Regions from separate parts of the Mus musculus genome. Here all the other regions are linked to region 3. A link is a contact called in public HiChIP or PLAC-seq and promoter capture Hi-C data. All regions are on one chromosome and are shown on one strand. The core of a region is the stretch at or near the end of the contact, and the rest is flanking DNA. Distances in the headings are between cores, read along the strand shown. Region 1 has its middle 160 kb from the start of 8430436N08Rik. Region 2 has its middle 75 kb from the start of 8430436N08Rik. Region 3 holds the start of Tox (thymocyte selection-associated high mobility group box). Region 4 has its middle 150 kb from the start of Gm33646. Region 5 has its middle 100 kb from the start of 8430436N08Rik. Region 6 has its middle 170 kb from the start of Gm33646. Region 7 has its middle 120 kb from the start of Gm33646.

Evidence for each region. Promoter capture Hi-C pulls out the DNA fragments that hold promoters and counts their contacts. HiChIP or PLAC-seq counts read pairs in DNA pulled down with a chosen protein or histone mark.
Region 1: a promoter capture Hi-C map of HPC-7-derived erythroid cells shows a contact between it and region 3, with 5 times the contacts expected there. The contact joins the enhancer-like site here to the promoter of Tox in region 3. A contact is called at or near these places in 4 of 39 promoter capture datasets (HPC-7-derived erythroid cells, hippocampal neurons, liver and 1 more), 1 of 15 datasets of contacts at CTCF or cohesin (large pre-B cells), 2 of 115 datasets of contacts at active chromatin or transcription factors (acute myeloid leukemia and large pre-B cells) and 1 of 9 other capture datasets (adipose tissue).
Region 2: a contact with region 3 is called in an H3K27ac HiChIP or PLAC-seq map of T-cell acute lymphoblastic leukemia, with 5 times the contacts expected there. The contact joins the enhancer-like site here to the promoter of Tox in region 3. A contact is called at or near these places in 5 of 115 datasets of contacts at active chromatin or transcription factors (DN3 thymocytes, the SCID.adh cell line, T-cell acute lymphoblastic leukemia and 2 more) and 1 of 9 other capture datasets (pancreatic islet).
Region 4: a contact with region 3 is called in an H3K4me3 HiChIP or PLAC-seq map of the SCID.adh cell line, with 4 times the contacts expected there. The contact joins the enhancer-like site here to the promoter of Tox in region 3. A contact is called at or near these places in 5 of 39 promoter capture datasets (cranial neural crest, frontonasal cranial neural crest, hippocampal neurons and 2 more), 1 of 484 Hi-C or Micro-C datasets (the N1E-115 cell line), 5 of 115 datasets of contacts at active chromatin or transcription factors (DN3 thymocytes, the SCID.adh cell line, SST interneurons and 2 more) and 2 of 9 other capture datasets (adipose tissue and liver).
Region 5: an H3K4me3 HiChIP or PLAC-seq map of the SCID.adh cell line shows a contact between it and region 3, with 18 read pairs. The contact joins the enhancer-like site here to the promoter of Tox in region 3. A contact is called at or near these places in 9 of 39 promoter capture datasets (the HPC-7 cell line, embryonic stem cells, frontonasal cranial neural crest and 5 more), 1 of 15 datasets of contacts at CTCF or cohesin (pro-B cells), 7 of 484 Hi-C or Micro-C datasets (CD4 T cells, CD8 T cells, Th1 cells and 2 more), 11 of 115 datasets of contacts at active chromatin or transcription factors (CD8 T cells, DN3 thymocytes, the SCID.adh cell line and 8 more) and 2 of 9 other capture datasets (adipose tissue and liver).
Region 6: a contact with region 3 is called in an H3K27ac HiChIP or PLAC-seq map of thymic regulatory T cells, with 6 times the contacts expected there. The contact joins the enhancer-like site here to the promoter of Tox in region 3. A contact is called at or near these places in 3 of 39 promoter capture datasets (hippocampal neurons and liver), 1 of 484 Hi-C or Micro-C datasets (CD4 T cells), 5 of 115 datasets of contacts at active chromatin or transcription factors (DN3 thymocytes, the SCID.adh cell line, acute myeloid leukemia and 2 more) and 1 of 9 other capture datasets (liver).
Region 7: an H3K4me3 HiChIP or PLAC-seq map of the SCID.adh cell line shows a contact between it and region 3, with 10 read pairs. The contact joins the enhancer-like site here to the promoter of Tox in region 3. A contact is called at or near these places in 4 of 39 promoter capture datasets (frontonasal cranial neural crest, liver and pre-B cells), 1 of 15 datasets of contacts at CTCF or cohesin (pro-B cells), 6 of 115 datasets of contacts at active chromatin or transcription factors (DN3 thymocytes, the SCID.adh cell line, double positive thymocytes and 3 more) and 2 of 9 other capture datasets (adipose tissue and liver).

The regions. Positions count from the first base shown.
Region 1 is chr4:7,403,314-7,407,527 of GRCm38.p6, reverse strand. No RefSeq gene overlaps it. Among named protein-coding and RNA genes, the nearest start is that of 8430436N08Rik, 160 kb to the left of the region's middle. Within about 2 kb of position 1,752, at least 7 of the 459 cell types and tissues checked have an H3K27ac peak or open chromatin away from gene starts, as enhancers often do.
Region 2 is chr4:7,483,598-7,487,939 of GRCm38.p6, reverse strand. No RefSeq gene overlaps it. Among named protein-coding and RNA genes, the nearest start is that of 8430436N08Rik, 75 kb to the left of the region's middle. Within about 2 kb of position 2,164, at least 10 of the 459 cell types and tissues checked have an H3K27ac peak or open chromatin away from gene starts, as enhancers often do. A contact at or near this core is called in the SCID.adh cell line and T-cell acute lymphoblastic leukemia, where this site is marked.
Region 3 is chr4:6,989,525-6,993,260 of GRCm38.p6, reverse strand. It overlaps Tox (thymocyte selection-associated high mobility group box), which reads left to right and starts at 2,425. Exons shown (of 9, transcript NM_145711.5): 1 at 2,425-2,871. The coding sequence starts at 2,770.
Region 4 is chr4:7,335,353-7,339,612 of GRCm38.p6, reverse strand. No RefSeq gene overlaps it. Among named protein-coding and RNA genes, the nearest start is that of Gm33646, 150 kb to the right of the region's middle. Within about 2 kb of position 2,677, at least 2 of the 459 cell types and tissues checked have an H3K27ac peak or open chromatin away from gene starts, as enhancers often do. A contact at or near this core is called in the SCID.adh cell line, where this site is marked.
Region 5 is chr4:7,453,835-7,457,589 of GRCm38.p6, reverse strand. No RefSeq gene overlaps it. Among named protein-coding and RNA genes, the nearest start is that of 8430436N08Rik, 100 kb to the left of the region's middle. Within about 2 kb of position 2,294, at least 53 of the 459 cell types and tissues checked have an H3K27ac peak or open chromatin away from gene starts, as enhancers often do. A contact at or near this core is called in CD8 T cells, DN3 thymocytes, the HPC-7 cell line and 11 more, where this site is marked.
Region 6 is chr4:7,362,772-7,366,842 of GRCm38.p6, reverse strand. No RefSeq gene overlaps it. Among named protein-coding and RNA genes, the nearest start is that of Gm33646, 170 kb to the right of the region's middle. Within about 2 kb of position 2,247, at least 39 of the 459 cell types and tissues checked have an H3K27ac peak or open chromatin away from gene starts, as enhancers often do. A contact at or near this core is called in the SCID.adh cell line and thymic regulatory T cells, where this site is marked.
Region 7 is chr4:7,312,701-7,316,522 of GRCm38.p6, reverse strand. No RefSeq gene overlaps it. Among named protein-coding and RNA genes, the nearest start is that of Gm33646, 120 kb to the right of the region's middle. Within about 2 kb of position 2,047, at least 10 of the 459 cell types and tissues checked have an H3K27ac peak or open chromatin away from gene starts, as enhancers often do. A contact at or near this core is called in the SCID.adh cell line, where this site is marked.

The sequences.
Region 1 (4,214 bases), core at 503-3,002, 410 kb before region 3:
TGATTAAATTCTTTGAGTCTTGTGTAGAAAATTTAGGGAAACAGTCTAAATATCATGGGCATAGATTGGAAAATATTGCTCACTAATAAATAAAAACGCATTTTGCCTAGCATACACTTTCTTTTTAGTTCAAGATCAGAAGCATATATATAAAATAGGAGAATGGGACCAGCTTTATAATGGTCTTATCAAAATGTGTGGGGACAGGTGTGCTTCATTAGGGAGATCGACAGAATGTGTGGAAAGTATAACTTTTTTTACTTTTGATGAAAATTTTTTAGATATGTGAGTCTTTTGTTAAATTACCTTCCTTTAAAAATCACACTGAATACCGCTTTTCTCTTCAGATTATATAAATCATTTGCCTTTTAAAAAAAGCCATGAAGCAATCTGAGTTAAATGCAGTCATAATATATTCCTTAGTAAAACACTAATACTGGATAATAAGGAACGAGGTATCTGTGAAATAATAGATGGCAAAAATAAAGTTAAACATCTATTTTCCTCATAATTTTCAAAGCTTATATAAAACTAGGAGCTATGTGAAGGGCTGCCTTCAATCTAAGAAAAATTTATGGAGAATACTTCAGACATTTAAATAAAATAGCTTAAAATGATGTGAATAGCTTTTTCTATTTATATTATTACTAGATACTGCAGTGCTAGGAGGCAAAAATTCATTTTCTATCTTTTCTCTATGAAATGTAGATTCCTATCTAAAGGTGAATGTATGACACTAAAGAAATGTAATAAAGTTTGATATAAACCTGATTACCTTCCATCTAAAAAATATAGCTGCAAGTCCTCCTAACTTTGTGCTAGAAATAGAAATTAGTGAGAAACTCAAGTTGGTTCTAAAATCTTCTACCTAAGGAGAAGTTATCCCAAGCTCTGAATCCCCAGGACAGAAATGAACTATATAAGAAATTATATTTTTCTAAAGAGTGTAATAGCTTTCTCACTCAGGCAAGACATCATGTTAGAAAACAAAAATACTATCACCATGCTAAATTACATATACCTTATTCTTTTACATACTATATTATAATACCTGCTTGTCCTATTTTTCTTTTGGCCAAATACTTGTGCATCTCTATTTGTTCAGTCAGTTTAGAGAAGGAGTCATGGAGATAGTTCCTCATCATGTGGAATTTAGACTCATTTTTGAGACTGCATGTACCTAGCTCTTCCAAAATCTCATGTAAGCACACAAACATATATGCATGCACATACATGTACATGCACACACAACTGCACACATGCATGCACAAGCACATATGCAGGAAGACACACACATTCACCACTATAGCATATGCAAAGGAAAATGGTGCTGCTTATATACCCCTCCGTGTGATGTGTCAGCTCCTGATTAGCTGCTCACTCATCACCCCACTACTACGCCCCGGGACGGGCAGTGACTTGGCACGAATTTACTCTTGCACCTGCGCACATTACTTGTTTACCAGTTAGGCACAGCGGAGGCTTGTAATGGTAATTGCTCACAGCTCTCCACAGGCACGGAAACATAAAAACAATCTCAGCACATTTGTTTATATTTCTGTTTTAAGTTTTCAGATGCTTTCATTGCAGACTCATGCCTTAGCTAATTCAGAGGATTAATTAACAGTGGGATTGGTTCATACAGTAGTTGATTCTCCAATCAGAATGTTTATTGTGTGTGTAGGGAGAGGGGGATTGACAGTAGAAAGCAGACAGGTAGCTATATTTGGAATTTTTCTTACGTCCTAGACTGATCATGCATACTTTTGATACTTGGGGCCATGGCAATATAACCACAAAATCCCAAGGGGAACAAAGGGTACTATAGTGTACTTTGCTGCTAAACAGTGACATTCCTTGATTCACAGGATATAAACCTACTGCAATCCAGAGGCATTGGGAATCTGCGTGGGATTGTCATATCATTAGAATTAGCTTAGAGCTCTAATGAGTATAAGGATTATGATATCTGTTTTTGTTGGACATTCTAACTCACTCTGTTTGGCATAAAGTTTAATTTCTCTTTGATATTAAACCATATCTTGCTTGTGGCTTAATATTCATGGTTTTATATACTACTATCTAGATTTTAAATTGTAACTTGTCTACATATAAGAAAATATTTTACAGATTTAAAATTGTATCCGGGAGATAAAGCTAAGCTCCAATAAAAACAGAGCTTTTAATTTTGAGGAAGTAATTGTAGGTTATTTCCTCTTTTGTGTTCCAAAATAGTAATACTGCATTCTTGAGCTGATACAGACTTTGATATTAATCATGTCTGAGAATATGAACTCTTTAACAGACATAAACATAGTAGATATGCAGAATATGTAGACAGCAGTAGTTAGAGAGAGAGAGAGAGAGAGAGAGAGGGAGAGAGGTGACAGATAGATTCTTGTGTGAGAGCAGCATAAGCCTGAATCTGAAGGATGTTTTCCCTCTGGATGCCTAATATTTGGTTCTTGATTATTAGAATGAAAAGCTTGCCTGACATATAAAATGTAGTTTGCTAATAATCTGTTATAGATTTAAATTAATATAAGAATACAGTATTTATATATGCTTTGTTCATAAGGATTTTTTTCTGTTTTAAATATGGTGATTTATGACAAATTCATCTTCTAGAAAACTCTGTGCTCCATGCTTGGCTAGATGCCCGATACCTTCTGTTTTCGGTACTTTATGAACTGAAGATTATATGAAAGTAACTCTAGCTTCAAGTTAAATAGTAAAGGAAATTGATCTGTTAAATTACCACCAAATATTTTAACAAAAATATATTTAAAAATCTGTCATTACTATATAATATGGCTTAAGTATTTATTATGAAACCTGAGAAGTAAAGGAAAGTTCCCCTGGAAGTGTCATGGACCTAAAGAGGCTTTCAGAACCACAGAGCAGAGACTGGGGCAGGGGCAGGCATGGGGGTGCACACCTCGGATCTCACCCTGGAGGCATAACTATGTAAGTTCTGGGACAGCCAGGTGTGCATAGTTCTAGACCAACCAAGGCAACATGATGAGACCCTTTCTAAAATAAATAATAAGCAAATAAATATTAGACAGAGAGAAACTGCAACAGACTACAAAATAAAAAAAAACAATGAAAAACTCAATATTTCTTCAACAATTACTTAAAAACAATATAAGCATCTTGATAAAAATGAAATATAATATATTAAATAACTAAAAAATAGGTATCTTGTTTTAAAGGAAAAGAGAACAATAGAGTTTTGCTTTCAAGTTCTGTAAAGAAGCCAAGGACAAACGCAATAACCTATATTATTTTGAGAAATTCTTGGACTCTCCTGACCACCACCTCAAAGGGGGATTTCTCATGCCTGGCCCTGTTTTTTGTTTTTAAATATAGATTGTCTGTGGCTCTTCAGAGTAACATTATCACCCCAATTAGTGTAACTAATCTGTGCGCGTGAGTGTGTGTAATTTTAAATGAATGTAAACTTGTATGTTTCCTTATTTTTTCTTTCTTCCATTTCACATGTATTACACTCCTTATCACCATTTTCCCACACCCTTTTCAAAGCACCAGACTCTTATCCCCTTCCCACCCTGTAGAGTTCTTTTCCTGTCTTTACCACACTTACCGTAATCCTTTTGTACTTTCTTGAATTTTGATGTTATTCTCTGTGCTAGGAAAGAGAGAGAAAGAGAGAGAGAGAGAGAGAGAGTGAGAGAGAGAGAGAGAGAGAGAGAGAGAGAGAAGAAGAAGAAGGAGGAGGAGGAGGAGGAGGAGGAGAAGAAAGAAAGAAAGAAGGAAGGAAGGAAGGAAGGAAGGAAGGAAAGAAAGAAAGAAAGAAAGAAAGAAAGAAAGAAAGAAAGGAGGGAGGGAGGGAGAGAGGGAGGGAGAGAGGGAGGAAGGAAGGAAGGAAGAAGGAATTTTACTTGTCTTAATTGTTTTTGTCTTTCTGGTCCTGGCTTTTATCACCCAATATAAATATGTCTAGGTTCACCAATTGACCTTTAAATTTCTGAGTTTATTTTATTTAGAGCTGAATGTGTTCTATTTTCACTATTCATTCATCAGTTGATGGGCATTTAAGTTGTTTCTATTTCCACATATTGTGACTAGAACTACAGTGAACATGACTGAGCAAGCATCTGGAAAAGATGATGTCAAATCTTTTGGACATGGCCAAAGAATTTTATACCTGACCATAGTAGATCTATATTTAGATTTCCAGACACTATTAG
Region 2 (4,342 bases), core at 915-3,414, 490 kb before region 3:
TCCTTTTTTTCTATTCTAAAAATATATCATTTATTTTTTTTTGTTTTTTGTTTTTTGTGTTTTTGTTTTTGTTTTTCTGAGACAGGGTTTCTCTGTGTAGCCCTGACTGTCTTGGAACTCACTCTGTAGACCAGTCTGGCCTTGAACTCAGAAATCCACCTGCCTCTGCCTCCCAAGTGCTGGGATTAAAGGTGTGTGCCACCACCATCCGGGTTATTTGTATGCTTTTTTTCCTCTAATTGCCTTTTAATGTTATAAAATACAGTGAAGTTCTTGTGGAAGGATGGTTTTGTTGACAATGGTTCAGAGACCAGGGGTTTATTTTGCATGATTAGAGTACTATGTCTAGGCCCATGGTTCCTCAATGAAAGTAGATGTGCAATATCTGTACCCTTTATTAATAGGCTGCATGGATGCCCACAAATGCACATATAGTGGATTAACATAATTAAAATATAACATTAAGCAAATTAACTTTTTTTTATGACTAAAGCTAAAGAATATATACAGGTGCACCTCTTCTATGAGATATTTGCCAGATTGTAAACATATCCAGGGCAGTAGGTAAAAGATTATGAAGGAAGTAATAAAGATCTAAAAAACTATGAAAGTACACATAAACTCAGAGTAATATTGATTGTTTAAAATAATAAATAGTATATATTTCCTGGTACCATAAGGTGATGCACCGGGTGTTCGTGAAAAATGTCATCAACAATATTACCAATCTTCCCATATTCTGTGAGCTATGATAAATGACCACCAATAACCACATATGCCCCCTTATTCAAATTAATATGAATGTTATGGGGGCAGCCACTTGCTTTCTGTGGGGACTTAAGAACTGATCCAAAACAGGAAATGTATATCTGGAAATAGAATTTAGACTAAGATGCCTTAATTGAGGTGCTTATAGACCCTTGGGGTGAACATAATGCTATTATTTTATTAAATATACATAGCATCAAGGGACCCTCCAAATTCCCATGTCTCTAACAACAGTTAAAATTCTAAGACCATATCAGTGATGCATCTTTGTGCAGCAGATGGTAGTTAATGCAGAAACTCACAAGTGGTCAAATTTAGGGAATAAGTGTCAGAGGAGTCCCCAGCCACAAGTGGAACACTATATTATACCCCATTTCCAGGCCTTGGGAACTATTGTGGAAGAGGAGTAGAAAGAGTGTAGGAAAGTCTCAGAGGTCTGGAGCAACACAGTGTCTTTTGGACATGACAAGGACCACTGCATTTATGAACTCACAGCCACTATGATTGCCTGTACAAATCAAGACAGCCAACATTCTAGCCTGATATAGGCAGATTCGAACCAAAGAGTAGGGCACTTGATGGCTTTTGAGGGGAATAGAGTTATCTTTTTAATAGACAGCCTTATATCTGAGAGTATATTGCCATTACAAATAGTAGTTGAATGGTTATTAAAATAAAATAAAGAAGGGGCTACAGAGATTGCTTGGTGGTTAAAAGCATTTGCTACTCTTGTGGAAGACCCTAGTTTAATTCCCAGGACTCACATGGCAGCTCACAACCATTTATACTTATACTTCCAAGGGTTCAGAAGTCTTCCTCTGGCCTCCACAGGTACCAGGTACACAGATATAACACAGGGATGTGTGCAGACATATCCTTTATGCATAAGATATAAATAAATGAATCTTACAAAATAAAAAAAGAGGGCCAAGAGTTGAACATGGGTGGGTAAGGAGGTGGGGATAGATCTTGGAATTTGAATATGAACGTGATCAAATTATAATGTCGGAAAATCTCAAAAAATCTAAATATTTTATAAAGAAAAATAATAATAGCAGTGTTTTATGAGGTTTATTAGTATAGATAGAAAATATGGGAAGGTAGTAGCACAGATAAAAATGGGGAAATAGTGGAATAAGATCTATGCATGTTAATGTTCACTGTCAGCATTATGTAGGAGCTTGAAGTTTACCTTTGAGTAATCATGTAAGGGTATCTACAATGAGGAATAACTGGCTGGAAGGGACCTCCTCTGAGCTAAGTGACACCATCCTATTTATAGCTTTGGGGTCTGGGAAGATTGAAGAGAGAACAAGAAGAAAGGAAGTAGCAAACCATAGATAAGCATACACCTCCCCCCACATCTTGCTTCATGGTCTGGGAGGTGAGAAGCCTCTGCCACAAGCTATCACTCTCTTGAACTGAACTTCTCTGCCATGCTTTGGTTGAAAAGATGTGCTGAAGTCCTTGGAAGCTGTGGCCAAAACAACACTTCCTCATCTAAGTTTCTTCTGTCAGTCACAGTGACACACCACCAGAAACTCAGAAGTGGTTTTCTAGGTATGGTGGCTCATGCCTATTGTCCCAGCACTCCAGAGGTTGAGGCAGAAAAATCACAATCACCTGAGTCTGAAGCCACCCTGGACTTTTGTTGAATTCTGAAGAAATATAAGGCATGAAGAGTGAGAACTGTCTACAGTTTTTCTGTATGCAAATGATAACAGACCTAAAAAGGTGAATATAAAACATCTAAATATAGGTGTTCTATGTGCTTAACTGATGAGGGAATCATAGTACCATCAGCCTTGTCTGGATTCAAGCCAGGCCATAACCACTATTTGCATAGCTTTTGCACTGCTTTAGGTATTGAGAGTAGTCTAAATGTAACTTGGGATTCATGAGAGGGTATGTGTTGGTTACTCCAAATATTATGCAATTTTATACAAAAGACACAAGTCTCCTCTTCTGATTTTGATATTCAGGATGTCTTTAGAATCAATATTCTACACACAAAGTTTTATTGTTAATATAACATTTTTATGTTACATATAGCATTCATTATTATGTATATATAGCTATTAATATCTACAGTATATATACATATTATATACATGATTGCCACATATAAAATAATGTGTTGCAATGTTTGTAATTAATTTCTGAGGGATACTTAATAATGATATCTAAAATTAATCCCAGTTCAAAAGTTCTTCTAATATAGAAAATTTAGATAACTTAAAACTGAAATGTCTGCCCCCAACCCTACAGATACAATATACAGCTATACGGTGGGATTTTCCACAAGCTCCTGTGTAGATTGCCCACAAAAAAACATTATACATGGAAACAATCCTGAACCAAGAAAGATCACATTCTAGATTTCCAGGGAATTAACAAGTTGGATGTCATGAATAACATTGCAATATAATTATATCTAAAGCTGTACCCAGTCTTTATCCTGCCAAAGCTAATAACAAATGTTAGAAATAGTACAGAATAAAAGGCAGATTATTTTAATTTCTCTGGTGATTACATGCATTTGAGAACGACTATTTTTTATCCTAGCCCACTGTTCCAATGCACAAGGAGGCAAACGAATAAACATGATTATGTGGGACTGGTAAAAAGCTATGACATTTGTATGTGTATTTTTCATTTCTTCCATCACAGTTTAATGGAATTCCTATACATAGGTGTTTTCACAAAATAAAAAAGTTATATTAACAGAGTGAAGGAGAAGGGTTACAGTGAACTGATTCTTCCATCAAGGAAATGAGAATGATCACACTTAGCATGCTGTACAACTTCTAAGTTGTAGATAGAGAACATATGAATTGAAAGTGTTTCAGAGCTGGGAAAATGGCTTCCTCAGTAAGAACTCTGACTGTGCAAAACTGAAGACCTGAATTCACATCTCTCACATAGCTTGTAGAGCAGTGCTAGAGAGGTGGAGACACAAGATTTTCTGAGGCTTGTTAGCTTCCAGGTTAGCTCTATAAGAGCTACATGTTAATAAGAGAACATGTTAAAATTTAGGAGAAGAGTGGATGGCACCATTCCTTCTTGCGTGCGCCCGACTTGACCAGCAAGAACGACGCTGCAACAGGATCCTTCTGCACACGTTTATTGGGAGAGCTTGATTGCAGAGGCAAAGAGACCCCAAGCCCAGAACTGGTGCTGCTTATATAGGCCTAGGAGAGGCGTGTCTCACACCCGGATTGGTTATGCACTATGCCTCATTTGCATGTTCTTCATCTGATTGGCTACTCTCTCTCTGTACCTCACAGAGCCTCATTATCATACCTCATTTGCATGTCTCACATCTGATTGGTTATATTCTCAAAGCCTCATTATCATGCCCGGGCCAGGCAGTGTCTTTGCAAAAAACTTTACTGCATATGTACACATTGGTTGTTTGTCCAAACTTATGCGTGGTGGCCAGCAGTAGTCAGTGCCACTCTGCAACGGCACATGTGGCTTCCCACAATTCCTAACCTAGGGGCTGTGTCTAACCTCTGGATATGGTCTCTACAGGTTCTCCATCCCCTTTGTTTGGTATTTTAGCTAATGTTAT
Region 3 (3,736 bases), core at 1,176-3,675:
CCCACCCCCCTTTGCTTATTACTATACAAATAAATGGCTGGAGAAATAATTGAGTAACTCAACATGCTATGGACAGAACTATCTCATTTTTAAAGTAGTATTTACTCCAAAGTGTAGCCACTTAAATTTTCCTTAAGTGGAATGGAATATTACTACTCAGTAAAATGTAGACCTTGAGTAGGATGTTAGACAATGGTGGGTATTTAAAGTTATTATATTGATGACCATGCTTTAGTGTTAAGCTCTCTCGTGGTTAATGTACTTTTAGCTCAAATTCCTTAGCATGCAGAGCTCTCATGTTGACTCCACAGACTTCCTGTGAAAGAAATCAGGTTGCTTGCAGAGGTAAGACACAGGTTTCTGGCCCTTGGGTTTCTCATAATGGTAGTGGAAATACGTGATGTGGTACCTCCAGTATGTCCAAGGAGTCAAGACACTGACAGCAAGGACCATTCCAGCGATAAACCAGCCCATCTTTCTGCTGGCCCGAGGGCCAAACAGAAGTTGATTATGAATCCTAGGGAAGTTTATAAACCTCAAACTTTATACAGTATAATTTGTTGATGACAGAAACTTGAGATTACGTGTTTATTTAAAGCTACAGACTTTTTATAGCCCCACCCACTTTAACATCTACAAATGAATTTTAAAATCGGTGCTATGAAGCCCTGAACCTATGTACTTGTTATTGTAAAGACCTTTAATAGAGGAAAGATCACCCTTTCACTTATTTTGTGACTCAGAGGGTTTGAATGCAGAGTGAAAATCCTTCCTCATTTCTAAAGCCAACATCCATCACATTACTCTTAAGGTAAGAAGCTGTGTTCTTCCTACCCATAAAAGGAAGACCTGAGGACAACAGTTTAAGAGAAAGAGGCTACCATGGATGGAAACCAAAGTCAAGGAAAAGTTTCCAAAGGCCTTTGCATAGAGGAGAGAACCCCAGGATGCTAATTTACTATCCTTACAGGGCATCTGTTGCTTCCTCAGATCTTTGCATTTGACTGGTGCTCCTATTATAAGGGAAGAGAAACCTGGAAAAGGCTGCAGAGAGCTAGAGAGTAGCTGGCTATTACCCACCATGTACTAAAAACGGTTTGGGGTGGGGGATGGGAGGTAACAAGACTGTTTCCATATATTCTTTGACGCCAGAAACAGATACCTGTGGACATGAATTTTCCACTTTTTTACAGGGTCTTAGGCCCCTAAGGTGTGAAGCAATCAGGAATTCACCCTTGAAAGGTAAACATTGCCCACCCCTATATTAACTTCTCTCTAAAGTCTTTCTCAGGGAGAACGTAAGATGTCCGCTGGACAGTCATCAGGGTCCCAAAACTCTCCCAGATGCCAGGGGACACAATATTGCAAGTTTTTGGGGTTGACGAAGTAAAGCAAAATATGGATGATATCTTTATCCTACCAACAAAGAGAGCCCAGGGAAGCAGACAGCTGATTCGTGAAGGTTGGGGTGGGCAGTGGAGCTCCAAGAGTGCTACTGGGAATCCAACAGTGAAAGTATAATTCCAAGAGGCAAGTAACTAGCCCAGATGTGTTCCCTGTAGCGCATGGTGTGCTGATAACTGTTTCCTTATTTACCCTTCTAAGCACCCCTGGAGTCTTTTTTGCTAGTCCCGCAAGGGCAGGCTCAGCCTCTGCAAACCCTCCCACTGAGAACCAAAGCCGAATGCCGAGGCTCTCTGAGCACTAACTCCAGGAGCACCGCTCCTCGCACAGAGATCAACTGGGGTCCCTTGGTCAGCTGCACACTAGAATGGGGCAGAGGTTGCGCTCCCTGCAGGCTCCCGAGCAGCGCCACAAGACAGCCTCTCCTCTACCTCCCGCGCGGGGCAGAGGTTGGCAGTGCAGCTAGCGGGCAGGAGTAAGTGGTGGGGGGCTCAAAGAATGGGGTGGGGCGGGGGTGGGGCTGCGGGTGCTGGGCGGGGGTGCGCCACAGCGCCCCCTTGCTGTGCGAGCCCCACGGTGCCCCAGTCAGCCTTTGCTCAGTCTCTCCAGCCCCTTTGTGTGATTGTATCCACCTCCATGGCACCCACCCGGGGGTGCTGACTGGGGCACTGACGCTGCCCGGGGTCCCGCCACTACTGATCGAGCCGCATTCCCTTCTTCTGCGTTTGTCCCTCGCCTGGTTCTCGGTCCCCAACTGTACCCTCTGGGCCGCGTCCAGCCTCTGTCGGCACCCCGCCGGTCCGGGGCACTAGTGTCCTCCGATCTTGATCTCCCCTGCAACACCACACACACTCCATCACTCCCCCATCCCAGGCCTCTAACGTGGAGAAAAACTAAAAGCAAAGCAAGGCAGAGTCTCCAATAAAACGCCCAGTACCCCGAGCCCGAGCGCGAGTGCCGGGCGGCGAAGGGCGCGGGAGGCGGGGATGGGGCGGCGGGCGGGGGGGACAATGAGCGCGTGAAGTTACCTGCCCGGCGGCGGCGGGCCGACAGCGCCGGGGCCGAGCGGACCAGGCAGGCTGCGCGCTCGGTGTGGACGGGTGCGCGCCACGGCTTGGGGGGGAGAGTTGAGCGCTTTTCCACCCTCTGTTTTTTTTTTCCTCTCTCTCTCTTTTCTCTCTCTCTTTTCTTCCTCTTCTTAAACAAACCACAAACGGATGTGAGGGAAGGAAGGTGTTTCTTTTACTCCTGAGCCCAGACGCCTCTCTGTTCCGTCTGAGCTTTTTTTTTTTTTTCTGAGCACTTTTTTTTTTTTTTTTTTTTTCAAAAAGGAAAAGAAAAGGAGTTGCTTGATGTGAGAGTGAAATGGACGTAAGATTTTATCCTCCTCCAGCCCAGCCCGCTGCTGCGCCCGCCGCTCCTTGTCTGGGACCTTCTCCCTGCCTGGACCCCTACTATTGCAACAAGGTGAACACTCTGCTTTTGTCTGCACCGATTCTGGCGGCTCGATCCCGGGAGGGGGGCAGCGGTGGCTGGACCGCGATGGGGCCCGCTGGGCGGACTGGGCCGGCTCGCAGAGGCCCGTCCCGGGCGCGCTCGGTCGCAGCCCGCGGCGGCGCTGCGTGCGCTCGGGTAGTAAATATTGTGGAGCAGCTCCGGGGGTTTGCCAAACAACGCGATTGTGCGGAAAGTGACACGATTTGCTCGGATTCTTTCCTTCCTGCTGTTCGCCACTAAGGATCCCTGCTTAGGTTTGCCGGGAGACATTTAAAAAAAAAAAAAAAAAAGCGAGAGATCGAGAGAGAAAACCCACGGAATACTTTGGGGGTGTGTCTGGGGTCTGGGAACTGAGGCAGAGTAGGAGAATTCAGTTTATATTCTAGTTCCTTCTTCTCCCTCCCTTTCTTGGACAGCGGGGGCTCGTGGCATCGCTTCCTTGCTCCGGATCACTTGCCAGAGGAGCAGCTAGGAGTCGGGGTGCAGGGACCCCGGAGGATCCGGCGTTCCCACACCGTGAAAATTATTCTGTAACTCTTTTGTTTTCTGTTCCGGCCGCCGAACTGGAGTTCGGACGCTGGCCCTCGAGACCAGGACGCTGTGGGCTAGTCGCATTATGATTTGGGGGAACAGATCTCGTTTGGGGGGTGTGGGGTGTGGAAATAGCAAGTTTACAGGAAGCCAAGCTAGCGCTTTGCATTCAAGTGTAAAGCTCCGACGCTCTTTGCCTGGCTGAAGCAGGGTCCCTGGCTGGGCTACATCATAGTCTGCTGACTTGGGCCACACAGGACAGCGGAAAGGTATTTAATGCTGGTGATCCAGAATGAGAACTCTG
Region 4 (4,260 bases), core at 1,428-3,927, 350 kb before region 3:
TTTCTCAGAAAACTAAATCCAGAAATTTCATATCACACACCCTAAGCACTTCTGACTCTAGACCTGAAGTATTGAAACTAGCATACTACATGGATACTTGTAGACCCATGCTTATTATCATAATATTTTCAATAGCTAAGGTAGGTTTGAAGCTAATCTAGGTGTCATCAAAAGAACAATATAGATAAAGAGAATTTTGTGTTTACAGATAATTGCATGAAGAAGAATAAAATAACAATATTTTCAAATATAAGTGTGATGCCTTATCATCATCATCATATTAAGCAAACCACATTACTCTTAGACAAATGTTTTCTCTCATGTGTGGATCAAGATTCAAATTTATATATGATTATATGTGACATAATGTAAAGGAACAAATTATGAGAGGGGAAGAGGCTATCTAAATCACAAGGTGTATGGGCAATAAGTGGCTGTATATACATACAGTAGAATATCACTAACCAATAAAAAGGATTATATATTACCGATTATACCAATATCAGACAGAAAAAGTACAGAATAAAAATTCCAGTAGAAATGAACAGAACCACTCTGTAATAACTAAACCAAAAATTCATGGAGCCAAACCAGATATAATAATGTAGGAGAAAAGGGAATTAAATAACAATAGCTTAAATATATGATATCCTATTTTCAAAATAAGATATGACAAGCAGGAAGAGGTCTAAAAGAAAATAAAGAAAATGAAAACTTTGAAAGAGTCTCTAATCCCAGCAGACTCAGAGGATCAAATCAGAGTAAGTGCCCTGCATCACCAGCTGCTCCTTTCTCGAGAGCGTGGGAACATTCCCCAAGGTACTTTATTGCACTGGAAAGAAAACCTAACACTTAGAAGGTATTTCAATCATACAAATAATTTCCCTGCCCATAACATCATTATGCTAAATATCAAAAACTGAAAAGTACTTGAAAAGTTAGCAATATATGGAAATTAAAACAGTTCTAAATGGATATGATATAAAAGAAAAAATTAAAACAAAATCTTGACAGGAGTAAAAAATGAAATCTAGACATCACAAAATGAATGAGGATTACAGAAATATTTGTAACTGTAAACACTTAACAGAGAAAAAGGAGGTCTGTTACTTCATACACCAACTTTATTCTAACATTTATAGTGAAGTGATATTTAATAAGGTATTTAAAATAAGTCAATGAAGAAAAAAAGTTTAGCTATGTATGTTGACTTTACATTTTTTGCCTTTGCTAATTTCATTTGATGATTTCTGAGGACTCTTCAGAATTTTCTATATGTTATCTCAAGAGAGAAATTTTAACCCCCCCCCCTCTCTCTCTCTGTTAAAGCTGTATCTTCCTATATCTTTCTATCCTTTGTTGAATTGAAATGTTGGGACATTACAGTCTTGTTCAGAGGAAGTATGTTTAAGTTTTCATCAGTGGGTGTGACAATCATGGTTCATACTAAATTTTATTTTCTGCTGCAGTTTTCTTCTAATACTTTCATTTTTAATGTTATTAATCATTAAAATGTGCTTAATTTTGCCACCCAACCTTTTGGGACTTTGAATTACTGTTATTCAACTAATATTTGTTGAGCTTTTAGTATGCTCACAAGCCCATTTATCATATACATTTCCAGCAATTATTCTGCAAAAGTGTTCTTTATTCCATTCTCTTGTCCATCCATGCCCCCACAATGCAATGCTCCACTCAATGTTCAGCTTGGTCTCTATTCACCTTTCTTCATGATTATTTCATCTATTCTTCACTTCATGATTTGCATCATCCTGTATGATTCATTCATTAACTCTCTCTATTGCTTGTTTGGCTCTGTTTTGAATCTCTAGCAAGTTTTCAGCAAAAAAAAAAAAATGCCTTTTCACTTTAGAACATCTTTTTTGCCCTCTTTAGTGTTGTGATTTCTTCACATCTACCTGTGCTTTCTCCATGCATTGTTTCTATGACTTATTCCACATCTTGCTTCAGCTCTTTGAGCATCTGTGTTTATTTTCACATGTTTGTGCAGTAGGTCTGCCATCAGGTCTTTCCAGGGACAGTTCCCATTCATTATTAGTTTTTCTTTAAATAGGATAAATATCTATGTTCTTTTCTTACATTGTGGTGTTTTTTGTTGTTTAACAGTGAACATTAGATACTAATAAATTACTATTACATAACTCACAGCTTTGCTGTTTTCCATTATAATTTTTTGTTTGATTCTCTTTGCTATATTTACAAATTACTGTTTCAATGATCACCTGAGTAATAAATTTAGGATTTTCTAGGGTATTTTCTAAGCCGCTCTTTTTCCCAGGTATGCAAGGCACTCTTTCATCATCCCCATCTATAAAGTAGCTTTGTGATGTCTAGATTAAAGTCTCCATTTCAAATTGGGGATAGTAATGGAGGCATGAGAAGTGGAATGGCAGTGGCCCTTTACATTGCCTGATACCACATCAGCACAACAGATCTGATTGCATCTATGAGGAAAGATATAACAATATTGTTGCTCTCCTATTCACAGCTCGGTGGTCAGAAGTAGCACCCAGTGGTATGAGCCTGGCCATCTGAAAGATGAAGAACAGTGTCTTTCTCTCAAAGACAGCAGATTACCCAGAGCTGTCCTCCATGCAGTGGGGACGGAAAGGGGTAATTACTCCTGTGCTAATTGCTGAAATGAAATGTAATACACAACTCTTTCCTCCCATGGGGCTTTGCAGAGCTTTAATAGACTCCAGATTGTAAAACTGTCACATTAGACAGGCTCTTCAAGTGCAGATGTTGTCTAGGCGCTGACATAGTCTTGATAATTTCTACTCGGCCATCATACCAAGAAAGCCCTTCCATGCATACTAGCTTTGTTTGTGTTGTTTTACTTACAATAGAGACTTGTTTTCAATTATCTTGAGACTACACACAGAAGCAGAATTGTTTAGTAATGCAGAAACTGCACATTTAAATTTTTTATTTCCATGAGCATTTATTGAATGTGTATGACAAATTCAACTTAATTTTTAAGTTTCAGAGCACCTCCAACCTGTGTTACAATGTCTTATTACTTCCATGAATGTTTTAAATTGAGAATTGGAGTGACTTTTAATTGTAATATCACCACTGTGTACTAATCCTTACAGTCTCCAGTTTTCTGTCTGCCCTGCTATGAACCATATTTTATTTATGAAACAACCATTTTAACTGCAAAATGGTTTCTATAATGTGAGAATATGATAAAAGTCATATACACTATAATTCAAGACAATCATAATTCAGGTATGTTGACTTTTGTTTATATCCATGTATAGTTACACAGGTTCATTAAACAGAAAGTGACTGGATTCAGTATTGTAAATACTGTACCCTGAATAGACTGAGCTGATGATTCTGTTGGGTGCTGACTTTTCAACATCTATGCTACTAATATCAAAAAAAATTTCATGAATACACTTTTTCAATCACAGAAGATTTTCATCCCTGTTTAAAGGTCTCTCTTGTGACTGTGACATGGTTTGTAACTGTCAGCTCACCTACCTACATTTACAAGTAGCTGAAGAGATTATTTGGACTAGATAGCCAGTCATTCAATAAAATATGAGCACACATGTGATTCCTTTCCAATACCAAAAGAATTATAACAGAAAAAATTAAACCTTAATAAATCACAGAGATTTGTTCATGCCTTACTGTGCAGGGCAGGCATGCATTTTAATTTAAAATACTAATTCCTTCTCAGGGAAATGCATTGAGCCTACCGTGTGTATTTCCTCCTTTTCTTTGATTGTATGAGAGCTTCCCTACTTACATGAGCTAAGATATAATTATTGTGTTTGTGAAAGATTTAATGATGATTTGACATTAAAATAAAGGACATACTATGTGTTAAGGAAAGAAATCAGTACATGCAGTCTTCCCTCATTATTTTCACAAGTGAGATATACCACAGGAAATAATTTTAAAAAACATTGCTTGTAGCACACCATAAAAAATCTAGCTGAATCCAGTTGTGATTGAAATAGACTTTATCTAAACACAGAGTAGATCATAGAACTACTTAAATAGTCCAATTTGGCAATTGGGAGAGTTACTGTTTTATTATCCCATGGACATAACCTCTAGGTCAAACATGCTGAAACAGATATGAATGATACACTCTGTTACAGTTCAATATGATGTAGACATCTGGAGATATGATCTGCCAGTGAGCACTGACTTAAATACAGCCATTATGAGACACTTTCTTTGTGGGGCAAGATGTTGAATTCTCTCCCACCCAATCTT
Region 5 (3,755 bases), core at 1,045-3,544, 460 kb before region 3:
GCAAAGCTAAGAAATCATACAGATTTCTTTAGATAGGGAGAAAGAGGCCTAATGGAAGAAAATAATTATACTGTCCCAGATTGCTACATTCAGAAATACAAATTAGAAGCAGAATTCCAGAAAAGGGAAAATGGCCTTAGGATTTTAAGCCAAGTCAAATAATGGTGGACAAGAGAAATAGGAAATGACAAACATTAAAAATTAATGACATCTAGTGAAACAAGAACATAGAAAGGGACCTTGTGACAAGTCAGAACACATTCTGATAATATGTTTTGAAAAATGTGAAGGGTTCATCTGCTAGACACAAAGTTTAGGTTTGTTCAAGGGATTTACCTGGCAATTGACACCAGGATGCAGATGAAACTAGACCAAAGAAAACAAAGCAAGAATTAGCACGATTTCTTTGAAGTTTCCAGATCAGGTAAGGGATTTAAGCAAAGAAAATATAAACTGGGCTGAAAAAAAATCATCTGTGATCATTTGCCTTATGAGCCAGTAATTTCTCTGTTTTGTAGAACCAAAGGACCAAAGTCACTACCGCAATGAGACTGATACAGTCTTCATTATCACTCCTGTTAGCAGAAATTTATTGTAAAGTAGAAGAAGTATCTATATTCAGAGAAGGGTTCCATGGTTCATATTTTTTAGGATGTGCTACCAAATTTTATTTATAACCTTATTTCATACTCTCATGCTTTTATAAGAATATCATTTAAGTATAGATTATCTTAAAGAAATATTTAATAAATATAAAGTCATGGCTGTTGACAATTGTCTTTGATTTAAAATGTCACATTTAAGGAGCTATGGTTTTGAAAGAATTGTCGTGGCAGTGTGATGAAAAGAAGAAAAAATTTAAGATAAAATACAGAGCACAACATGTCATGTTAACATATTTGATTATTGGAACAAGAAGATGATGAAATGCTACACTCCAATCAATAAAAAGAATATGCAATGCTAAAATATGCCTCTTTGGCACAAACACTATTTTGAGCTGATAATTTTGAGAAAGTAAAGACACAGAGAAGCTCTGAAAACAGGAATCTGTTACTTCCTTGTAAAAGAAAATTGCATCTAAATGGAAGACATCGTTTTGTGAGTCTCTATCCGTAAATCCAGAGTAGAACTATGAGTCCAAAGTACGAGAGACCCCAAGAAGTGCAGACATAACCTACCTCAAAGCTGTTCTTGACACTTCCATGTCTCTGGGCTTAAACCTTTGTTTTGATAAACAATGGCTATGATATCTGAATTCCAGATTGCCTCTCCCTTCTCTGTGTACCTCTCCTGAAAATGTGCTGTGTGTGTGTGTGTGTGTGTGTGTGTGTGTGTGTGTGTGTGTGTGTGTGTGTGTGTGAGATATACAACAAAAACTTTTAAAGGTATATACTCCAATAAACTATATTTTTTCTTTGATTGGTCTGTCTTTTTTTATAGGTGCCCCTTTTAACTAAGGAAGAAGGATGGAAAGAACATTTTTTTCTTTATGGAGCTTTGGTTATCACTCACTGTGCTCATGAGTGTGCCTATGGAACAAGTACTTTATACACATTGATTGTGCATTTCCCATTCTAGTCAGTGGAAGACTGAGCCACACTTCATCCTCAGGGGAGTCTTGGGGGTGGTAGCTACTTTTCTCTTCTACTCTCATTGTATGTTACAGCACTGAATTGTTTGCCAATATTTAAATACCGTGTCTAACATTTATAAAGAATAGATTGTGTTTCTTTTTAGAGAAAGGGTTATACTATTTGGAACTACCACAATGCTCAATAAAAGGAGGTAACGAATAATTACCATATATTTGTGAAGAAAAATAGAAAAAAAAAAAGAGGAAGAAAGCATAAATAAAGGTAACTACATCTCTCCAAACTCCATTGATTTTGGTTATTTAAAATAAACCTACCTGAGAAATACTGACCGAGGAGCATGCTCACCTAATGTATATTTTTATTATTGCTAATTGTTTGGAATCTGAATCAAATTCATTGTGAAGCCCAAAGCTGAGGAAAGTTTAGGACTGTTGCTCCCTGCCATGTTCCCCTCAGCAGTGTTTTTCTTCTTAGCACACCAAAGCTTCAGCAGCAGCCAGTCTTAGACTGAAACGTTATCTTCGTTTTTTTTTTTTTTTTTTTTTTTTTTTTTTTTGAAGATAGTAAAAGTGAAAACAGATGCACACATTTGAATGCAGGAAGCCTTTAAGGCCTTTCTCTCTTTTGTCGTCCCTGCCCCCACTCCTTTTTCCTGTGAAGCATCAAAATAAATGTCCCTGCTCCTTTGAACTAAATCGCCCACTGTGCATAACTGAAATCGTAGGCCCGGAAATACATACCCCCTAACCAGTGCTCTCGGCCCTTATCAAGACCTTGTCATCTGAAACGACAGTGTTGGAACCCAGGCTGGTTTCACGTGATCCTATCAATCAGAGGTAAAGAGAAAAGGTGCCTGGGGGAGGGAGGGGAATCTTCAGGTTTGTTTAGGCTTCACTTAGGTCTAATTTCATACGTTTTAATGTATGGTGAGCCAAGCACCCGAGTATTGTATATCTTAGCAATGCTGACATTTCCTTTGCACCATTTAAAATTAAACCTTTTATTAGTTCAGGAAAAGCTGAGACAGGAGACAATAGCTGTTCAGGGAGAATAATTATTTTCTGTTCTGTTGTGTAGGATTTTTGAGCTTTTGATAAGTTGCAGTTTACAGTACTTAACAGCTAGCCAATCTTACATGTTAACAGTACATGAGAATATTTTATCCTAGCAGCCTGCCTCATACCCTGAAATGTTGAAATGTGTTTCTTGGTGACTTAAATCTTTTTTTTTTAAAACCTCTTATTTTCTGGGGTGTGTTTGGAAAGGATCATGCTATCAACAGTTGGAGTGGTGAGCAGCAGGCAGGGCGAGAGGAATCACTATGAAATGGATACAAAAAGCTGTGGGTTGTACACCATTAAGTGTTCCCAGTGTGATTCTAATGAGCTGATGATGGCCTCAACAAATTACTGTTTCTCCTGCAGCCCAGTAAATTATAGCTCACCCAAATTAAATCAGTGGGACTCTAGACAAACTGGTCTTCATCAAGATCTACATTTGTGAGAATTAAAAAAAACAAAAAAACAAAAAAAAACCAAACCATGCTCAATCATATTTAATCACATCTATTTGCTCAAGATTATTAGCTTGCTTTCTTATCCCCAAATGTCTGGGCGATAGATGTGGTGTGTGTGTGTGTATTTGTATATCTATGTACATTTATATGTGTGTAGGTTTATGTATGTGTGTATGCACGTGTATGTTTTTATGTGTGTATGCTGTATGCATCTCTGTGTATATTTACATGTGGTGAGTGTTTTGTGTTTGTATTTTCATGTTTGTGTGTATATGTGTACTTATGTGTATTTGTGTATATATGTTTTGTGTGTGCTGTGTGTGTACATTTACATGTATGTTTATATGTGTGTGTACATGTGTATATGCATGCATGAATGTATGTATGTATGTATATATGTGTGTGTTTGTACATGTTTGTGTTTTATATGTGTATTTGTGCGATGTATGTGTGTATTTGGGTTTGTGCTTGTGTGTATGTTTGTTTGAACATATATGTGTGCCTTGTGTGTTTATGTATGTGTTCACTCATGTTTGTATGCATGTGTGTTTGTATGTATGTGTGTTTGTGTGTATATGTGTGTTTATATGTATAAATATATATGTGTTTGTGTGTGTGCATGCATGTGTAAGTTTGTGTGA
Region 6 (4,071 bases), core at 998-3,497, 370 kb before region 3:
TAGCCTCTATCAGCAGACCTGGTAGACTAGGTCTCTCCTGAGTTTCAGTGGTCAGAGCACTCTCTGCAGGTAAGCTCTCCTCTTACAGGGAAGGTGCACAGATATCTGGCGTTCGGATCTCCCTCCTGGACGAAGATGAAGGCCCAAAACAGGACCTGTCCCAGAAGTTGTGTTGCTTTGGCCTGTCACAGAAGCTGTTAGCTTCTGTAGTCCACACTATCACCCGTGCAGAATACTCTCCGTGGAGTCCTGGAACCAAGATGTCTGCAGCGGATGCTCTGGCAAAGAGCTTCTGGGCTGGGCGGGCACCTTCTGTCCTATCCTCTGGCCGGGATGGTGCCCGGATGTCTGGGGCCCGAAAAGGGGGCTGCCTCAGAAGCTCTGTGGCTCCTGCCTGTCCCAGAAGCTGTTAGCTTCTGTAGTTCACACTCTCACCTGTGCAGAATACTCTCGGTGGAGTCTTGGAACCCAAGATAATTTCTTGTGTTCCCACTCCAGTGTTTGTATTTACCTCTCCCAAGTGGGTCAGGGTAGAGAAATGCCTGAGTACCTTCCAATCCAGTCTCAGAGTCCAGAAGCCATTCCATCTAAGCTAGTCCTAAGCTACTGTAGATGCCCACAAGAATCTGTACTGAATGAAAACAAGTATTCTTTCTGGATGACAAAAACATTTAGTATTTTGTTAATTCCTGCCAAATAACTAGTCAATTATGGGTCGAGACAGCATACTTTCCAAAGTGTTTAGTTCCAATAACTTACTATCTCCTTCAGACAAGATTTGGTAAGAAACATAATAGGTCCAAACTAACTTTAAGAAATGATTGTAGCATATGAATTATCTATTATGGTAGAGTCATTCATCATCATGACTACAATGAAAACCTGTTCTTATGTCAATATCTTCAAGGGGTACTCGTTTCTAGTTTTACATGGTTTTGATGAAAAATCTGTGGCATTGTGAAAAACCTTCCAGCTGCCCTCCACAACTCTGGCACCAAGTGTGAGTCTGCTGTTATTAATAAAATTGAATAAAAATAAAACATTAATCTTAAAGCAATTAACCCAACTAACCCATCCATGGAGTTCCTTGGTGCAAGAGTGGAGGTATCACTTTGTTGGTCATTTTTACTCTTCTCTTAATGTCAGAGTCAGAACAAATGCTGAGATAGAAGGAGCTAGAGAAAATAACACCTTCACAGACTGCTCAACTCTGAGAAATGGGCCCATAGGCAATTGCATATTTGGGTGAAAATCATACAGAACTTACTCACACAAATCTAGACTGTACAGCCTCAGAGTGAGTCCCTAGTTCCTAATTGCTTCTAGGATCATGGAGAAACACAATGAAAACTCAGTCTGACTCCATATTAGGCTTAAAAGACAACTTATAGTAAGGCCAAACTAAGTTAGTTCCTCTTTATGATTAAACCTCTATTTTTCAAGGACTGGGCTATGACACACCAAAACTTTAACTACAAATAGTTCTGTACTGCTTGTTCCAGGAATGTCAAACATGTTTTTTGTTTTTTTTTTCCAAAAAGTTGTTTATAAGCATACTGCAGTCCCCTTATGCTTTACAAGGTTATATGACCACCTTGGGCAGCCTAGTGATAAGGACCACTTTATTATGCCCACTTTGCCACTATGCCTTTGTATTGGGAGGTCCTTAGGACTAACTTGTTATTCCTATGTTTTACTCTTGTATTCCTCCCTATTTGCCCATCAAATCCCACATTCAGAAAACCCTTACCCTGATCTATAAAAGACTTATCTTCTTCATATCGAAGGCTGACTTCTCAAACCCTGCCTTAGGGATATACGGCTGGTGTACTGGAGCTAAAAAAAAAAAAAAATCTTGCTTTAATTAATTTAGCCAAGATGATTTGGGTCAGTGGTGTCTCTCTTCCCATCGTTGGGATTAACAAGAGCATGGCTGTATATAGAGTATGAGAGAAAATATTCAGCTAACAGACAGTGAACATGAGCCCTATGTGCAGTGCTGGTAAAACTATAACAGGGCATCCTGCAGACAGTACAGATTATACTCAGAGATGGTGCCTATGTTACAATAATCATTAGAAAACACAGCTATAAGTACAGGAGAGAGAACATTGCTGTCTATCAAGAACTATTTACTGTGCATTATGTGTGCTACCCCTGCATATTACTATCAGCACAGCAGCATGGCCAATTCCAGCACCCCCAGTCACTGTCTACATCACAACAGCTGTAACATCAGTGAGACAGGAATATCTCTGCTCTACTAGAATCTGAAAGCACAATCATTGACTATGTGATCTGTGCATTATGCAATGAATTACCATATCAAAGAGCATTTTAAGAGCTTTTCATCCTACTCCTCCTACTCCTCTTGTAAGGTTTCTTTGTCCCCCTTTCCTCCTCCAGTACAATTAGGATCTAGGCTACTGTTAATAGGAGAAAGGCATTCACCATCCAGCTCCCTACAAAGTGTCAGGGACTCATCTGCAGCAGCCCCTCAGGCTTCTGCTGGTGGTTTTGGCTGAGGAGAGGACAGGTTGCATACAGGAAGTGCATGTACTAAGTATTTCCGGTGAACTGCCTGATCAGACTTCAGAAGAAATCATTGCGTTTTCAACCTCTAGTAATTCACAGTGATGTATGTACTCATTTAAAAACAATGCACACATTTGTACTTACTTTTCTGCTGCAGAGATTGTATTTATTATGAGCTGAATTGTTTGCAACTCCAAAAATCCTGTTTCGCAATTTAGCTTCTGAGAACAAAACTGTTAAGATGTCGTTAAGGTGAAATGAGCTGCTATGGCTGCTGCCCTGAAGCAGGGGATTAATAGTTTCTCTCTCTGCACGGAGGGGGAAGATGTTTTCCCCTCTCTGTCTCTCTTCTGTCAACTAAAATCAGATACTAGGTCATCCTTAACAGGCTGGGTTCTTGATTTCTCTTCAATGGTACTGAGCTAGTGACCCAACTTCTTTTCACTCAGCTCCATAATTCTAAGATTCCTTGTACTTCCTAGTAAAGACCCAGAAAGGCTCACATATTTGAGTACTTAGTAGGATTAAGGGGTATGGCCTTATTGGAGTAGGTGTAACACCTTTACAGGAAGTGTGTCACTAGGGGTGGGGTTTGAGGTTTCAAAAGCTCATGATAGTCCCAGTCTCCTTCATAACTCTGTGGTGCTTATGGCCCAATAAGAAGTTGTTAAATAATGTCGATGATCTTGTAACTAACGAGGAGACACAGTGTGTCCTCATCTCATTATATGACATAGCAACAGGCAACAAAAAAAGCACCATAGCAGCCTGTTTTCTCAAGGTCAATATACTGAGCCCAAAACACTTAAAAACAAAGCTGAGCTATTAAGTAAATATGGATCCAGTATCTCTTATACTTTTTCTTATGTAGGCATAATAACTCAAATAAAAATATAGTACCATGTAAAGTTATAGCCACACACACATGTGCGCATGTACGCACACAGATAAATGCACACATACATGCACACACACACACACACACACACACACACACACACTGGATAGCTTCTCTCTCACTTGAGCTCTAGTCCTTAGCCCTCTGTTCTTCTGTGTGTGTGTGTGTGTGTGTGTGTGTGCGTGTGGTGTATCTATATGTAGTACATGAATGCTTGATATGATGTGGAGGACACCGGGGGCATCTGTATGTACATATATCTATATGTCTATATAGAACTCAAGTTGATTTCAGGTGTACTCCCTGATTGCGTTCTACTTATTTATTGTGATGAGGTATCCTGTAGACCCAGAGCTTAAGAGTTCAGCTCACTAATTCTAGCTAGTCTCCATAGCCATCATGACCCAGGAATCTCTGCCTCCCAAGTGCTCTGTTTACAGATGGCCATCATGCCTACTCACCTTTCACACAGGTTCTAGAGAATGAACACAATTCTCAGTCACCACCCACTGAGCCGCCTACCCAGCCCCAGTTTCTCTTTTAAGGTTTTGTTTAGAGAAAAAAATTCATGAAATTTCCCACATTAGCCTAGAACTCTTTGCAGCCAATCAGGCCTTGAGCTTTCAGCCCTCCTGGAT
Region 7 (3,822 bases), core at 798-3,297, 320 kb before region 3:
AGATGGGAAAGTGTGAGTATGTGATGGAGAGATGGGAGAAAAATAGAAGTCAAGCAGTTGTACACTGTAGCCAGAGATATAACTGCAGACATGTGCAACAAGAAATGTGAGGAGCCTGCTCAACTACCTAGGGTCATGGTGAAGTCAGCCAAGGTTGCCACCAAGGGCCATGTCTGAGTCCATGACCCTACTGTATCTCAGATCTATGCTGATGGCTGTGGTATTTGTTGCCACTAAATACCATGTGGATATCAGTGTCCTGGGCTGCTGGCTGAGACAATGATGATATCTGGGGGCATCCTGACACTGGAGGCCAAACTGATCTGAGTGTCTTGTGGTGTCACCTGAGGCCATGATGACATCCTAGCATGGGTTACCACTGAGGACCATGTATGAGTCCATGCTCCTACTACAGCTGGGGTTTGTGTTTATGTCCATGGCACAAGTTATCAGCAAAGGCTTTGAAGACTTGATTTGTTGGTCAGGGAAGTCCAAGAGACTCCCAATCTTTATATGCTATTGTTATTTACTTTGGTTGCCTCTCAGAAGTTGAAGGTTACTCCTGATTGCTGAGGATACTATATACTTAAGACACAAGGCATGGATAACCTGTGCTGAATGGAACCGGAAGGTTTCCTCCCTTAGCACTACCTTCCATAGTACTGTACCGTACTATACAAGACTCCAAGGGAATTAAGCAATCATCTGTAACACCTGTGATCAACAGTAATCAGCTTGATAACCCTAAGGACTTCTATCTGGGTGATAACCAACAGCTATCTATTGAGACTTAAGGGCCACTCAATCAGGAAGAAATCACTCCTTATGTTCATTGATTAGTATATCTCTCATCCCTCATCAAAGAAACTTCTCTTTGCAATGGATAAAGATAATCACAGAAAACCACAAGCAGTCAAAAGGCAGAGTACAGTGATCTTGAGGTGCCTAGACCTGATTAATGCATCTACATCATAGGTCCTACTCATAAGTATCAGGGAACAACACGGGAAGGGGGTCAAAAGATTTTAGAGCCAGAAAATCAAGAAATCTACGGAGAGAATGTGTTTTCTAGCAAAAACAGGGAAGCTCTACCCATGTTTCCTCAAAATTACAGTTTCTAAAGCAAGACACAAATAAAAACCACACAAGTAGACATCCTAATATGGAAGGGGGAAATCTCATGCAGGCTCCAAAGACAAGGGACTGAGGAGAAATGATCTTCTTCAGGGATAAGCGACATACTTGGTTATCTAGTAACCAAATGGTCAGCCCTAAAATTATGTAACAGTAAATAGACTGAGCAAGTTACACGTTAAGCCATTTATATGTACATGTATGAAAAAGAGACCATGACTCTGAGAAGGATCAGGGATGTGAGGGATCAGGGATAGGCAGTACCTGAAAAAGTTGGAGGGGGAAAAGAAAGAGAAAAAATGATATAATTATATTATAATTAATGTATAAATGTGTCCATTTAGTTGGGTTGGTTTTGGAAGATTAATTTTGTTTTCTGTGTATGCTGTTTCACCCACATGTATGCCTGTATACCAAATATATGCCTGGTGCCCATGGAGGCCAGAAGAAGGCACTGTACATCCTAGAAGTTGGGTTACATTATGGATTATGAGCCTCCATTTGGGTGTTAGGAAACAAACCTGAGAGCTCTGTAAAAGCAACATGTGCTCACAGCCACTTAGCCATATCCTTAGCCCCCATTGCTATGCTGTTATTTTTAAGGAAATTGCTTGTTTTGGTTTGGGGCAAATGGTAAAGTAACATATAACGTTAACATGTTGTTATTTGGTAATATTTGCTAGAACATAGACCTTCCATGCCTTCCATGTGTATTCTCTTTATGCTCACAGCTGTTGTAGAGAACAGTCATGCCAGATAGGCCCCCTCCTCCACTTAGCCCTTACAATGAGCCAACTTCCTCTATAGCTATCTGGGAAGGAGCCTTTTAAGATAAGCAAACCCTGAAAGGAGAAAGCCTACAGTCACACCTCCTACCAACAAGGCCCATTGTTTTCAGAAATGTCCTTGAAACTTTTCAGCACCTTCCTCGGCGAGAAATATAAGCAAACACAATGTCTCTAGTCCAACAACGCCACTAGTGATGTGATGTCAGATGAACTTGAGCCTACTTTTTTATGGCACTTCTCCATCCTCTTTATTCTTTCACAGGGGACCTTAAAGGCACAAGTGCAGCTCTGCCGGGGCTGACTGAAGCCTTACTTCTGACCCCAGCAGAGCTGCCTGTTCTGCACCAGACCAGACCAGGCTGTCTGCTCTGATGATTTCCTAATGAGTGATCCGTTTCTATTTCTTCCAAAACATGTTCTCTAAGCACCCAACAATATTCCCCTTGCCAAACCATCTTAAAATTTTTATTTCTCCTTTAATCAAGCCATGTATAATTCAGTATTAATGGCAAATGCAATATTTATTCTTCTAAGATCTATCCCTATGAAGGTCCATTGTTATCAACAAACCTAGTTGGAGGGCATAGGAAACGTTCTTTAAGAGTGTGCATCTACTAGCATTTTCCAGTTATTTCTAACTTTAATAAAAGGGAGAATAATGGTAGAAGAGAATACTTGTGTCATAGTGTCCCCAAGTCCATTAGGACTAGCATAGCCTAGTCTGATAATACAAGTTACAAAGTCAATGAAAATAAATTGCTGGGCTGTAAAACAAGCAAGGAGAAGCTAACCCTGCTCAGGTCATGCTGTTCATTGGCCATTTGATTTCAGAATAGACCTTTGAAGATGTTGGATCTTTTCACCTACCCCAGTGAAAAGGCTTGGAAATATTCAGACACTAATGTGGCTCATGACAAGACTTTGAATTTTTTGAGAGCTTTCTGAAGAATAGAGTTCTGAAAACCATCAGAAAAGATCTAGGAGTAGTGTCTAGAAATCTGTTCTAACCCAAATTGATTCTTGAGAAGCCTATGGAAGAATATTTTGCAAATGCTAAAATCCTATCAAGTCTGGGGTTGTTTTACAAGAGCTGGTGCTCCGTGAAAAAGTGGAAGTGGCAAGAAGTGGATATAATCTGGCTCACTCTCCTGCTCTCAGGTCTGTATTGTGTGCTAGCAATTATGCAACAGCCTTTCAGAAATCTAAAGGTCACAGCAGAATCACAAGAAATTGGAAGTGAAATTTAGACTGCTTCGGGGCCTGTGTAGCCTGAACTGAATCTCCACCCCAGAGACCTTCTGGGAACTGGCTTCACTGTTTGGCCAGCCTGTGACTCTGTCCATCTATGGCAGCTCTCATTTAGACCTCTCCTTACATATTTCCACAGGAATGTAGAAAGAGAAGGTCTGATTACTTCCATTCAATCTTCATTCTAGGCTTCACCCCTGGATGTGAGTGGCCTGCCCTTGAAGGGAGTACACAAAGGCAGCAATGAAATCCTAGAATTTGTGTCAGTGATAACCTTGTGCTATCCTTTGATCAGGGTCTATGAGTGAGGTAGGGCCTGCTTGAAAATCCCTCTTCTGTGTGGCTAATAGCCCACTCCCATATTTAATTGGTTATCATTATGAAGACAAAATTAAGTCTTTGCTCACATTGTAATAGTGATCAGTGAATCACCTAATGTTATGATTGACATAAGAGTTCCACAGTAGTCCATGTGTTCAAGACTTGATCCCAGGGGAGTGCCTCTGGGAATCCCTGGCATTTTGAGATCTTTATATCAGTGGAAATTAATTATGCTATCAAGAAAAATATTTGATTCTTCCTTGACCAACCCCTCTTCTTTCTGGCACATAAAATAACAGTTTTGACATACTCTCTCTACCATTCCTATCCT